2 separate regions of the Zea mays genome follow, and region 2 is linked to region 1. The links are chromatin contacts, called in public Hi-C maps. All regions are on one chromosome and are shown on one strand. Each heading gives the region's core, a stretch centred on a gene start, on an enhancer-like site or on the middle of the called end of the contact. The rest is flanking DNA. Distances are from core to core; before and after follow the strand shown. Region 1 holds the start of LOC100381576. Region 2 holds the start of LOC103641257 (probable mixed-linked glucan synthase 6).

Region 1 (5,760 bases), core at 1,357-3,856:
AATAGTAAGTAACTTTTGGAGGTTGTGAGTGGTCGACTGGCCGCAAAAAATAAGGTTATTTTTAGCGGCTAAGTTCTATGGCCGCCCAAAATAACCTTATTTTCGACGGCATGCGTTCCGGCTGCCAAAAATAATGAATTTTAACGTGACACAACACCCTTTCTTCTCTCTTTCCTCTCTTCCCTTCTCACTCCCTCCTCTCTCCTGATGTCGCACCTGCTACCGAAAGGCTCATTTTGGCGGTTTATGGCCACCGAAAATGGCTTCTGTTATTGTAGTGTGAACCAACATGTCGCCGTGGTTTTATTTGGCACGTGTGTGCAAACCAATTGGCCGCTGCTGGCTTTCTTGTGTGTGGTAATGCTGGCACCGAAATAAACTAGGCGTTAGCGTTAGCTTGTGGATGAAACAATAGCTAGTTTGTATCCATACCATGACTATCTGCATGGTCAACAACCAAAGTCTTGTTAGGGCTGCTACGAACATCGATTAGAGAACAAGTATTTTTTATGAGAATCAGATTTAGAAGGTAGCCTCAATGCATTGCTATACCATATATGAATGCCATGTTCTCGTACTTCCTATTTTAGATCAGTCTCAATATACATACATGGTTTTCATGGTAGACACCCATTTCCATGTACAACCTAGAGACTCTAGAACGGTTTTCTAAATCAAAGAGACAGGTAAGAGACTACATAATACAACCCTAAGCCTCTAGACCATAATATAGTAAAGAGACAATAAATATAGAAAGTCATGACGAGACATGCTCTTATCTTGAGTTTTTTCACTTAACTTTCTAGAAACCCCTTAAGAGACACCTCAATTAATGGGGTTGTACATGCCCTAAATTGGCTACTCATCTCTCAACATACTCAAAGATAAAAAAATAATAGAGGTTGAAAACATTAGCTTTAATGATGAAAACATCATGTGTTCAAGCAATCTTCTCAAAGAGTACCAATTGCCAACTAGAGAAAATACATGTGTCGGATACAAATATATCTGCAATATGATGATCTGTACATTAACATAAATAAACACTTTTGTAGCCAAAAAGATATTATTTCACCGTTGAGCCGATGAAATATGGTATGCAGATGCACAAGTTGGGATGAAAATAAATATTTATTCAAACATCATTTTTTGGTATTTTCTCTTTTACTGTGAATAAATAGGATATATAATCTGCTATGCAAATTTATATTTTTATTTTTAACATTGAGCTTATGAAGATTCATAAAAATAAATATCAAATTTATCATATTTTTTTCAAACAATAGATATAAAATTCGGATATAATTTGGATACAATTACATATATTTTTTCATTTTTTGTTGCAAGAGCAAATATCGTATAAATTAATTTATGCAAAAATTTATTCTTATTTATAATAAGTGTGTTTGATAATATAAGAAATGATCTATTTTAAAATATGAAATTTATCTTAACAATTTGGATACCTATTTAATCCATAGCACAACATCTTTCAGCCAAGTATATCTTCTATATATACAATTTTTTCTGGAACAGCAAGCTATAGTATCTAAGAAAGAGAACATATTCTATATCGTGTCATGATCAAACTTAGTACACGCCTGAAAAGCTGGGTAGGTGTGCTGGGTGCGCCTACCACAAACCCGCCTCGTTCAAAAATTGAAACCGGTGATGCGCCAGAAAGCGATGGAGAGAGGGAGGAAAACCGGGCAAGAGAAAGGAGTTATTTTAATGGGTACGAGGAAGGGTGACGTGGCAGCAGGGAAAACTTACAGTATCCGGCTCCCAAAATGACCGTTCTACCCCTCACCGTCCCCACGATCATCGTGGGCCCCGCAGCCACCCCCAGATGCTCCGCTTCCCATGCGCCGAATGACGGAAACAACCCTCCCTGGCTGGCAAGCGACCGCGCGACCGCCGCTTTCCCGCTTCTGCCCTCCCCGAGAAAAATCACGAGGTTGCCCTTGGAGACCTGATGCGACAGTGGTAGACGCGTAAATATAGTGGCTGCTAGGAGGGCGTCACCGTAATTGCTCGGGTTGTCTGGGTTGCTATATATGCAGAGACTGCTCGAGGGGGCTATAAAACGCGGTCCGAAAAACCCCGAAACGGGTGAGGAGAAAACAGAGAGCGAGAGAAGTTCTCGGAGAGAGAAACTAAGCGAGCGAGATAAAAGAAGCGAAACGCGGGCAGCTGTTGCTGAGGCGTGGAGACGGAGGCGGCGGCGCGGCCGAACCCTAGCCGACGGCGGCGCGTTTGAGGCGGGACCCTCTGCAGGCGACGCCTGGCGGCCGGATTCGAGCTGCCGGCGTCGGCAGCTTCAGATCGGCGGTCGCGCCGACGGAATCGGCGGGGATCCCGGCGGGATGGGCGCGGCGAGGCCCGTGCTCTGGTCGTGAGTTTGCTTGGTTCGTGGGTTCTGGCTCTGGGCTCCCGAGCAAGGTTTTGAGCTCGGTGTAGCCGCTTGCTTGCTGAGTTGCTGCTGTCGCTTTTTGGGCGGTTTGAAGCGGGTTTTTGCGGGGGGTTTGGGAGGGATCTGCCGGGAAGGCCCGAGGTTTAGGCCGGTTTTTGAGAGCTGGAGGCTCCGGCCGGGATCGGGGGAGCCATGTCGTCTCTTAGCAGGGAGCTGGTTTTCCTCATCCTGCAGTTCCTCGACGAGGAGAAGTTCAAAGAGACGGTCCACAAGTGAGTGCAGGCCATGACCATGAATGGCTTTTTTTCGAGGCCTTGCTTTGCTGGATTTCTGATCCCTTTTGCGGTTGCCTCTGCAGGTTGGAGCAGGAGTCGGGCTTCTACTTCAACATGAAGCACTTCGAGGACCTCGTGCAGGGCGGCGAGTGGGACGAGGTGGAGAAGTACCTCAGCGGCTTCACCAAGGTGGAGGACAACCGCTACTCCATGAAGATCTTCTTTGAGATCCGCAAGCAAAAGTACCTCGAGGCCCTTGATAGGTGACTGACCCATCGCTAAGCTACTCTTGGTCCCTTGTCGTTGTCAAGGTTGTTTTTTTTGCTGAATTTGCTGTCGGTGTCACAGGCATGACAGAGCCAAGGCTGTGGAGATTCTCGTGAAGGATCTTAAGGTATTCGCCTCCTTCAATGAGGAGCTGTTCAAGGAGATAACGCAGCTGCTGACCTTGGAGAATTTCAGGTTCGGTAACTTTCTGTTCAGAAGAAAAATGTTTAGTGCATTGGGCCGGGGCGGATGTGATTGTGTATTAATGATCAACAGGCAAAATGAGCAGCTGTCCAAGTATGGGGACACAAAGTCAGCCCGGAATATCATGCTTTTGGAGCTCAAAAAGCTCATTGAAGCAAACCCTCTGTTCCGGGACAAGCTGAATTTCCCACCATTCAAAGCTTCCAGACTTCGCACATTGATCAATCAAAGGTGTTGATTGTTTGATTTTGATATGTTTAGTCACACATATAGACTTCCTTAAAATATCAGGTTACGATTTGTGAATATAAATTCTATGATGTTCTTTGGTCTAAATTTAATTAGATTGTATGGTAGCATTTAATTTTCTATGTGCACAATTGGTATAAATCAAATAGTTCAATTATGTAACTGCTACTTGTGTAGGTTTACTATTTTTTAAATCTTCTTTCTGGTTATTCTGGTGCCAAATAATGTCTTTCTTTGAGTTCCCTTAGTAATTATGATGGATAAGGTGTCAGTTAAATGTAGTCAATGCTTCCTTTGTTCTTTTGTCTTGTTGAAGTTTTATTGCTTCTGGTTGTTCATCACTACAGAATCTTCTTGATATGGTTCTTCCTTTTCGGATTGTTTCATGTGATTTGCACATCTCTACCTGTTTATCCCAAGTAACCAGCTTTTATCGACAATGTGCAAAGAAATGGTCTCTTTATAGTGGCCCTAGCTTTAGATGCTTATGCTATAGCAGATACCATCCCTTTTCTTATTGTAAGGTCATGTCCATAAATGCCACAATTGGGATTTCTCTACTTGTTATGCCTACAAATCTAACAATGCTTTCAGAAGCACATTTCGTGCATGTAAAAGATGAGGCTAACTGGGTTTTCTTTCTAATGCCTTTCAGTCTGAACTGGCAACATCAGCTTTGCAAGAACCCCAGACCAAACCCTGACATCAAGACACTCTTCACTGATCACTCTTGTGCTGCTCCTACCAATGGAGCAAGAGCACCTCCACCTGCCAATGGTCCACTTGGATCCATCCCTAAGTCAGCTGGATTTCCACCAATGGGTGCTCATGCTGTAAGTATTGTCACAATTAGGCCATTTAACTTATCCTGACTATCGATTGCTTATATGGCATCGATCTTGCAGCCATTTCAACCTGTGGTGTCGCCATCTCCAAACGCAATTGCAGGTTGGATGACAAATGCCAACCCCTCTTTGCCTCATGCTGCTGTTGCACAAGGGCCACCTGGTCTCGTTCAGGCTCCAAACACAGGTATGTTGAAAGTAATTCTGATAAATGGTGGTTGTTGCTGGTTGCAGTGTTTGGTCCTTTCTGAACTGGCTGTTTGCTCTCAGCGGCATTTCTAAAGCATCCTAGAACCCCTACAAGTGCACCTGGTATTGATTACCAATCTGCAGATTCAGAACATCTCATGAAAAGAATGCGGGTTGGACAACCAGATGAGGTATTAGACGAACTCAAGACTGATTTGTGTTTGACCTCATTTTTTTTCTGTAATTTACATAATCAAACAAGCTATGATTCATTGAAACTATGACAGGTATCTTTCTCTGGTGCAAGCCATCCTGCCAATATGTACACACAAGAAGACCTTCCCAAACAAGTTTCTCGTACCCTTAATCAGGGTTCTAATGTTATGAGCCTGGATTTCCACCCCGTTCAACAAACCATTCTTTTAGGTACTCGCTGCAAACATGTCCCTTGATTATTGAACTGTTACTTTGGTAACTGTCCATTATATTTACAGTTTCCTGACCTAAACAGTTGGAACAAATGTTGGTGACATTGCGGTGTGGGAAGTTGGTTCACGGGAAAGGATAGCTCACAAGACTTTCAAAGTTTGGGATATTGGTTCCTGTACCTTGCCTTTGCAGGTGACTACTTCAGTTATTGTGTATGAGCTTTGTGCAGCTGGAAGCAGCTTGGTGCCTTGAATGGTAGTTTTTTATCGACAATTTGTTGTTCTGCAGGCTTCGCTGATGAAAGATGCTGCAGTATCTGTCAATAGATGTCTGTGGAGCCCTGATGGAACTATTCTAGGTATGGTAGTGTTTCTTTCAATGCTATTATTTGCATTTGGTTGTGCTCTTGTTAAAATAAGACGCTATCCATTATGGTATACTTGGGAGTGTTCTATTTTTTAATCTCGATATTGATGTTGTTTCATAATTGTGGTGTTCTATTTTGTTTGGATCTTAAATGGAGATATTTAATTCCACCAGCTGCTTTTTCCAGGTGTTGCTTTCTCGAAGCATATTGTTCAGACATATACTTTTGTACCTAATGGAGATTTACGGCAGCAAGCAGAGGTGTGTGCACATATATTCTAATACTGATTGTAAATACTAACTGCTTTAAGGTCCCTAACTCTTGGAATTACAGATTGACGCACACATCGGTGGGGTTAATGATATAGCCTTCTCTCACCCTAATAAAACTCTATCTATCATCACATGTGGTGATGATAAACTCATCAAGGTGAGGATATTGTGTGGTCTCTTGTTTTTTCTCTCAAAACAAACAAGAACACCTGGAATATATCCGGACTCTTGATTTGGCAGGTGTGGGATG
Region 2 (5,760 bases), core at 1,857-4,356, 630 kb before region 1:
CTCCTGGGAGCGGCCCATGTAAGGGTGGGACTTGAGGTCGAAGTAGCTCTCGGGGCCGCGCGGCTCGATGCCGTGCTTGCGGCAGAAGGGCACCCAGACGGTGGCGAACTTGGCGGCCTCCGCCATGGCCTCGTAGGTGAGCAGCATCCCGGAGTCGTCGGAGAGGTAGCACGTGTTGCGCTCCACGGGGTAGTCGGCGGCCAGGATGGACAGCACGGAGTTGGCCGTGCTCAGGATCGGCTCCTTGAACGGGTCCGCCGTCGTCACGAACACGTCCAGCCCCGGCAGCAGCGACGTCCCTCCGCCGGCGCCCCCGCCCGCGCGGTCGAACCGCTGCCGCAGCGCCGCCAGGTCCGGCACGCGGTTGATCGGGTTCAGCTTCGGCAGCTGGTCCAGCAGCCACGAGAAGCCGAACCAGAACTCGCCCGCGATCGACGTCACCCACAGCCACAGCGCGTCCGGGTTGCGGTGCGAGATGCGCCAGATTACGAACAGCGTGAACGCGATCAGCCGGACGAAGATCAGCACCCTGCAGCCACCCCAAATCCAGTCGTGAATAAATTTTGTTTTCACCCACAGTTCACTAGTACTTTTTTTCTATGACAGATTTTAAGTTTAACAAATTTTTTTTGCAAATCATGGTGAATGGTTATATGTAAATAAAAAAATCATATAAAGCGCGAGTGGTGATTGAGCGAGTGCGTGCACGCACGATGTTGGGTCGTGCAATAATTGGAGGGGTCCGGCCGTCCGGGTTACGGGAAGAAGGAACGTGCATCGTGTCGGCGAGCATGCTATGCATATGTGCGCTGCCACCCACAGGCGTGTCCGTCCGTCCGTCCACCCGCGGCGAAAAGCACCAGCCCACCAACCAATCATGTGAGGGCGAGGAAACGGAGCCGCTGGCTGGCGTGGTGCGGGTGTCAGAGGCAGTCAATGCGCGTGAGCTGGCACGACGCCACGCCACCGACACGCGGGGGAGGAGCTCGTCCGTTCCGTCCACTCATCAGTCATCACTCCCATCCCACGGGCCCGCGGCGTGAAAGCGCCAGCGCCTGCCAGCCAGGCAAGGCAAGGCAAGGCCGCCGCTCGGTGGGCCCCGCCCCATGCCCCAGAGAGGCAGCGCGGCATTGATTTGCCAGGAATAACGGTTTCTTTACCCCCGCCACATTTCTCCTCTTCGCTTTCTGTTTTTTTTTTCGCTTCTGGAAACAACAGGTCTCTTTTGTTTCCACTTGGGGGGTCCGTCACCTACAAGCCTGGGCCCGCTGCAATCATGCTCTCGTGTCAGGGGCCCGCCTGGAATAATTTCCTGGCAAGCTTCCCTACCACTCATGTCTGTGTGTGTGTATGTATGCTCCGGTAGTAGCCCGATACGGTGTGGTGTGTGTGAGGGATGCACGCAGTGCTGCTGTACAGCGTGGACTTGGAAAGTACGTGGTAGTCCTCTACAGCCAGAGCCAGGTACTGCTACGGTCTGAGCTGTAAATAGGCCGAGATCTAATCCCCTCCGTCTCGAGCTGTCACCATGCCGAGGCAGAGGCTAATGTGGAGCTACCACTACCCCAGCTTTTCCTTCCTCTATCTAACGAGCCTGTGCTTTTAGAGACGTGCCGGTCCTTTTCCCTGGATGCGCAAGCTCCATGAAAGCTAGGACTAGATGCAACCCCGTAAAAAAGAAAGACAGTTGAGCCCTCTAGAAGAATCCAATCCAAACCCCCAAAGGAGGGGGCTACCACTACCCCAGCTTTTTTTCTCCCAAAAGGGCAATTAGTGGACAGACAACAATAAGGCACTTTGCAGTTATTACCCCCGGACTTTCTCACTAATCATAAATGGGTCTTTACCGGAATTTGGAGGCTTTCAATGATGGCTTTGCCTTTGCTTGGACTCTCACATGCGAGCCACGCCTAGTGTCGGCCGCCTCCCGTTATTACTCCAGACTCCAGAGCAGGTAGTAAAAATGTACTACGACTACGAGCCCCCGCCCGGGGCGGACGGACCCCACCTGGCAGTGGGAGGGTCCCGGAAACCACCGAATTTATTTAACTCTCCCCCCAAGGCCCCAACGTTCCGCCCCGCGCCAGCTGGCGGCTGGCCCCACCCTGCAGCGGCGGTGGCGCCAGTGCCGACAGCACAACGGGAGACGCGGTATCCCAGAGGGCGGGGGGCCAGGCGACGAGGAGGAGGGTCCACTCATCCACTGTGCCTGCCTAACTGTAACGTGCACTTGTCCGAGCCGGATTGAAGAGATTATATTGCAATTTTAACTGCCTGGTTTTTTTTGTTTATTACTAATTCACAGCTGCAACTGCAACCTAGGACTAGTGCTTGGGGCGTAGTGTAGTGGGGTGGGAGACTGGCTCGACGTGCTCTGGCGTCGTAGCGTGTGACGACCGGCGGCGAGGCCGGTCAATGCAGACGCGCGCGGCGTGCGGCGTGCGCGCGCCGGCGAGGTGAATGAACCGAAGCTCAGCTCAGACCTCAGAGCAGATATGGATCGTTAGGATAGGAACGGAGGAGGAGTATACCTGTAGGGGTGGAGGAGGACGCCCTTGATCTTCTCGGTGCGGAAGACGGGGCGGTCCTCGAGCGCGACGCCCGGGTCGGCGCCGTCGGCGGACAGGCCGTCGTCGCTGAGGTCGACGGCGATCCAGCTCTCGTCGTTGACGGCGCCGATCTGGCCCTCGGTGGCGGCCACGGCCACGCGGTCCATGTCGGCGGAGGACGCGGCGGACGCCACCGCCGCGGCGCCGGCGCACGCGCACACGGGGAACCCGCACACGCACCCGTGCTTGGCGCCGCCGCTCGCCTGCTGCTGCCCCGCCGCCATAATGCCGGGCGCGCCCTCCCTCTCTGCCTGCCTGGCGGCGGCCGGAGGTAGCTGGCTCCCCTGTATCTCTCTCTCTCTCTCTCTCTCTCTCTCTCGGCAAGAGAGAAGAGGCCGAGCAGGGTCTGGGTGGGAGGAGAGGATCAACGGAGACCAAGAACCTGAAGCTAGCTGCCTCGTCTGCTCTTCTAGGTTGTGTGAGGATGAGTGGAAGACAGAGGAGGAGCGGGGGGGAGGGAGGGAGGGAGGGGAGAAGAGAAGAAGGTGGCGCGGGAGGTGTCGAGTGAAGTACGTGGGGGGGAGGGACGGGAACGCGATATATAGAAATTATGGGCCGGAATTCACCAGCCGAGTGTCGGTCGGGGCTGGCTAGCTTAGCTCAGTTCCCTCTGTATTTTTTTGTACGCGTCTGCACACGTCCCTCTCTCTCTTTTGCTACCACTCTGTAGCTGTAGGTATCTACTCACTAACACAGCTCTGTCGAGTCCGTGTCCCTATGCGCGTGTCGTGTGTGTGTGTGCGTGGTGGTGGTGGTGAGTTCTGGAAGGCAAAGCCCGGCCTCCCTCGACGATTTATATGGTAATAATCAGTGTGTTTGCGTGTGAGCGAGAAGGAGAGACGACGACGACGAATGATGAGGAGGAGGAGGAAGGAAGAAGGTGAGCTGTGCGCGTGTGTGTAGGTGGCAGGCAGCCATTGGGCAAGCTGCGCAGCGCAGCGCACAGGACCGGAGAACAGAACAGGCCCAGCTACCTACCAGTCTGCTCCCGCTCAGACTCCGTGTTAACCTCCCCATGTGATCCCCCTGGCCGCACTATACCCTCCGCCTGATTATTTATTTATTTATTTACAAATCCTAAAATCATCGCTCGCGGCCAGAGATACGCGGCGCGGATTTCACGTCCCGCCCAGGCGCGCCCACTGGGCTACATGATTAACCTAGGCACTAATCGGCGGGAACAGAATAAAGCGGCGGTAATGATTAGTAGTTTTGTTTTTTTTATTGGTGGTGGTTGCTGCTATAGATGGCCAAATGGGCCGTGCCTAACGGGCCGGCCCGAAGCACGGCCCGTTTAATAGTGCCGAGCCGGGCCCGACACGAGAACCGTGCCGTGCTTGGGCCGCTGGCTCGGCCCGCAGTGCCGGCCCGGCCCGGCACGATTATATGTTTTTTATTTTACAAAATATAATATATATATATTTACATTTTATATTCGATATTTACAACAAATGCAGTCGAGTTCTACTGGTTAGTCTGTTTCAGTTAGTGCTTTCAGCCTGTTAGAGGGAGGTCGCGGGTTCAATTTCTCACCCAGACATAGTTTTTTGCTATTTTCCCTCATTTAATAGGAGAGCGTGGCGGTTTAACGGGCCGGCCCGGCACGACTACCAGGCCGCCGTGCCGTGCCTGGGCCGCGGCTGCGGCACGCGGGCCGGCCGGGCACGGCCCGATTATCCATCGTGCCTAACGGGCCCGTGCCGGGTCGGGCCGGGCCGCCCGTTTGGGCATCTATAGTTGCTGCTGTGCCCTGTGCTCTTATCATAAAAATACACACACCCCCATTTTTTTTTAAACGCGCTGAGCTGATGCGTGGGGCTCGGTTAATTGCTCATCGCGCTGTCAGGACGGAGAAGGAATGGTTAGGGTGTACTGTACTACTAGCGAGCGAATGTCCTCGCGCCTCCTGATTGGAAGATTCCTTGCGTTCGCCTTTTGCAGCTCCTCCGCCGACGCCGACGCCTCCTCCCTCCCATCAATGGAACGGCGGTGGTGTATCTGATCGGCCTCCCGCGTCGGGGGATGTATCATGTATGTAGCGGGTTAAAATTCCACGGGACGAGGCTCGTGGGTCGTGGCCATGTCTTCCTTAGATTCCTTGGTGACTCGGGTCGGGGGGGCCGAGGCGGGTTTGGTTTACTCCGGTCACAGCGGAGAGCAGAGAGCAAGGGAGAGAGAGAGGAGGGGGGCGTTTTTGTTCCCTTGCAACCAAATGGGTTCACGGGGAAACCACCACGTTCCGCCCGCCCGCGCCATGGTCCCGGCGGCCCGGTACGAGTAACGTGCATCTCTGCCCCAGGTCAAAAACCTCGCCGGGACCGGCCCACATCCATACACGCGCATCGACCGAACCGCCCGTCATCCGGCGTCTCACGCATCGATCTCACTCCCCTTCGTTCGACCCACAGCCAGCCTCCCTCACGAGTCACGACGCCTATGCGCACACGCACGCACACAGCTAATTAAGCGTCAAGTACGCATACGAAAACTGCGTACTACCTGGTACGGACCCCCGGTGATTAAAACCCCCACCGAGATCCATCCACCGGTTCCGGCGATGGATCGATCGAGTACACGTAACGTACGTACATAATCCGCGCGCACGTCCCAACTGCAAACGCCGGCACGTTAAACCCCCCCGGGCAACGCCATTAAAGCCAGCAGTCACCACCTCCAACTCCAACCGTGTACGCGCGCGCGCAGTGCAAGCCTCCTCCGCGACCGCGAGATTGCCGTAGCACCATTAACAGCTCGCCGTCCGTACGTGCGCGCGCGCGTGTTGCGGTCTACCTGCCGTCAAAGCAACCGGCGGCGGGGAGCTAGGAAGCCACTCATCATGCTCCGATGCCCGACCCGTCCATCCATCCATGCTCGCAGGGAGAGAGAGAGAGAGCAATACCGATACCGAGCAGCTAGGACTCATGAATGATGCTAGCTAGCTAGCCTTGCTGGCCAATGCAGTGCCACACTGCACGCCACCACAGTTGTCGCGCCTGCTTGCTTTGCCCGATAACATGGTCAGACTGACTGACTAGCTCTCCCACCGTACGTACGCACCACCAGCGCCACGCCCTTCATTGTCTACCAAACCTTATTATTAGGTGCCGCCCTAACTGTTGGAAGTCAAATTGAGCAGCGCGGACAGTCCGGC

What was found. Hi-C and Micro-C count contacts between places; a contact is called where the count stands out from the background.
Region 2: a Hi-C map of ear shows a contact between it and region 1, with 2.2 times the contacts expected there. The contact joins the promoter of LOC103641257 here to the promoter of LOC100381576 in region 1. A contact is called at or near these places in 2 of 25 Hi-C or Micro-C datasets (ear and tassel).

What each region holds. Positions count from the first base shown.
Region 1 is chr10:77,878,085-77,883,844 of Zm-B73-REFERENCE-NAM-5.0, reverse strand. It overlaps LOC100381576, which reads left to right and starts at 2,606. Exons shown (of 25, transcript NM_001174401.2): 1 at 2,606-2,685; 2 at 2,772-2,951; 3 at 3,037-3,150; 4 at 3,232-3,390; 5 at 4,064-4,241; 6 at 4,314-4,440; 7 at 4,524-4,633; 8 at 4,730-4,868; 9 at 4,954-5,063; 10 at 5,160-5,229; 11 at 5,425-5,498; 12 at 5,572-5,667; 13 at 5,751-5,760. The coding sequence starts at 2,606.
Region 2 is chr10:78,504,860-78,510,619 of Zm-B73-REFERENCE-NAM-5.0, reverse strand. LOC103641257 (probable mixed-linked glucan synthase 6) reads right to left here and starts at 3,106. Exons shown (of 3, transcript NM_001328377.1): 1 at 2,532-3,106; 2 at 1-529. The coding sequence starts at 2,833.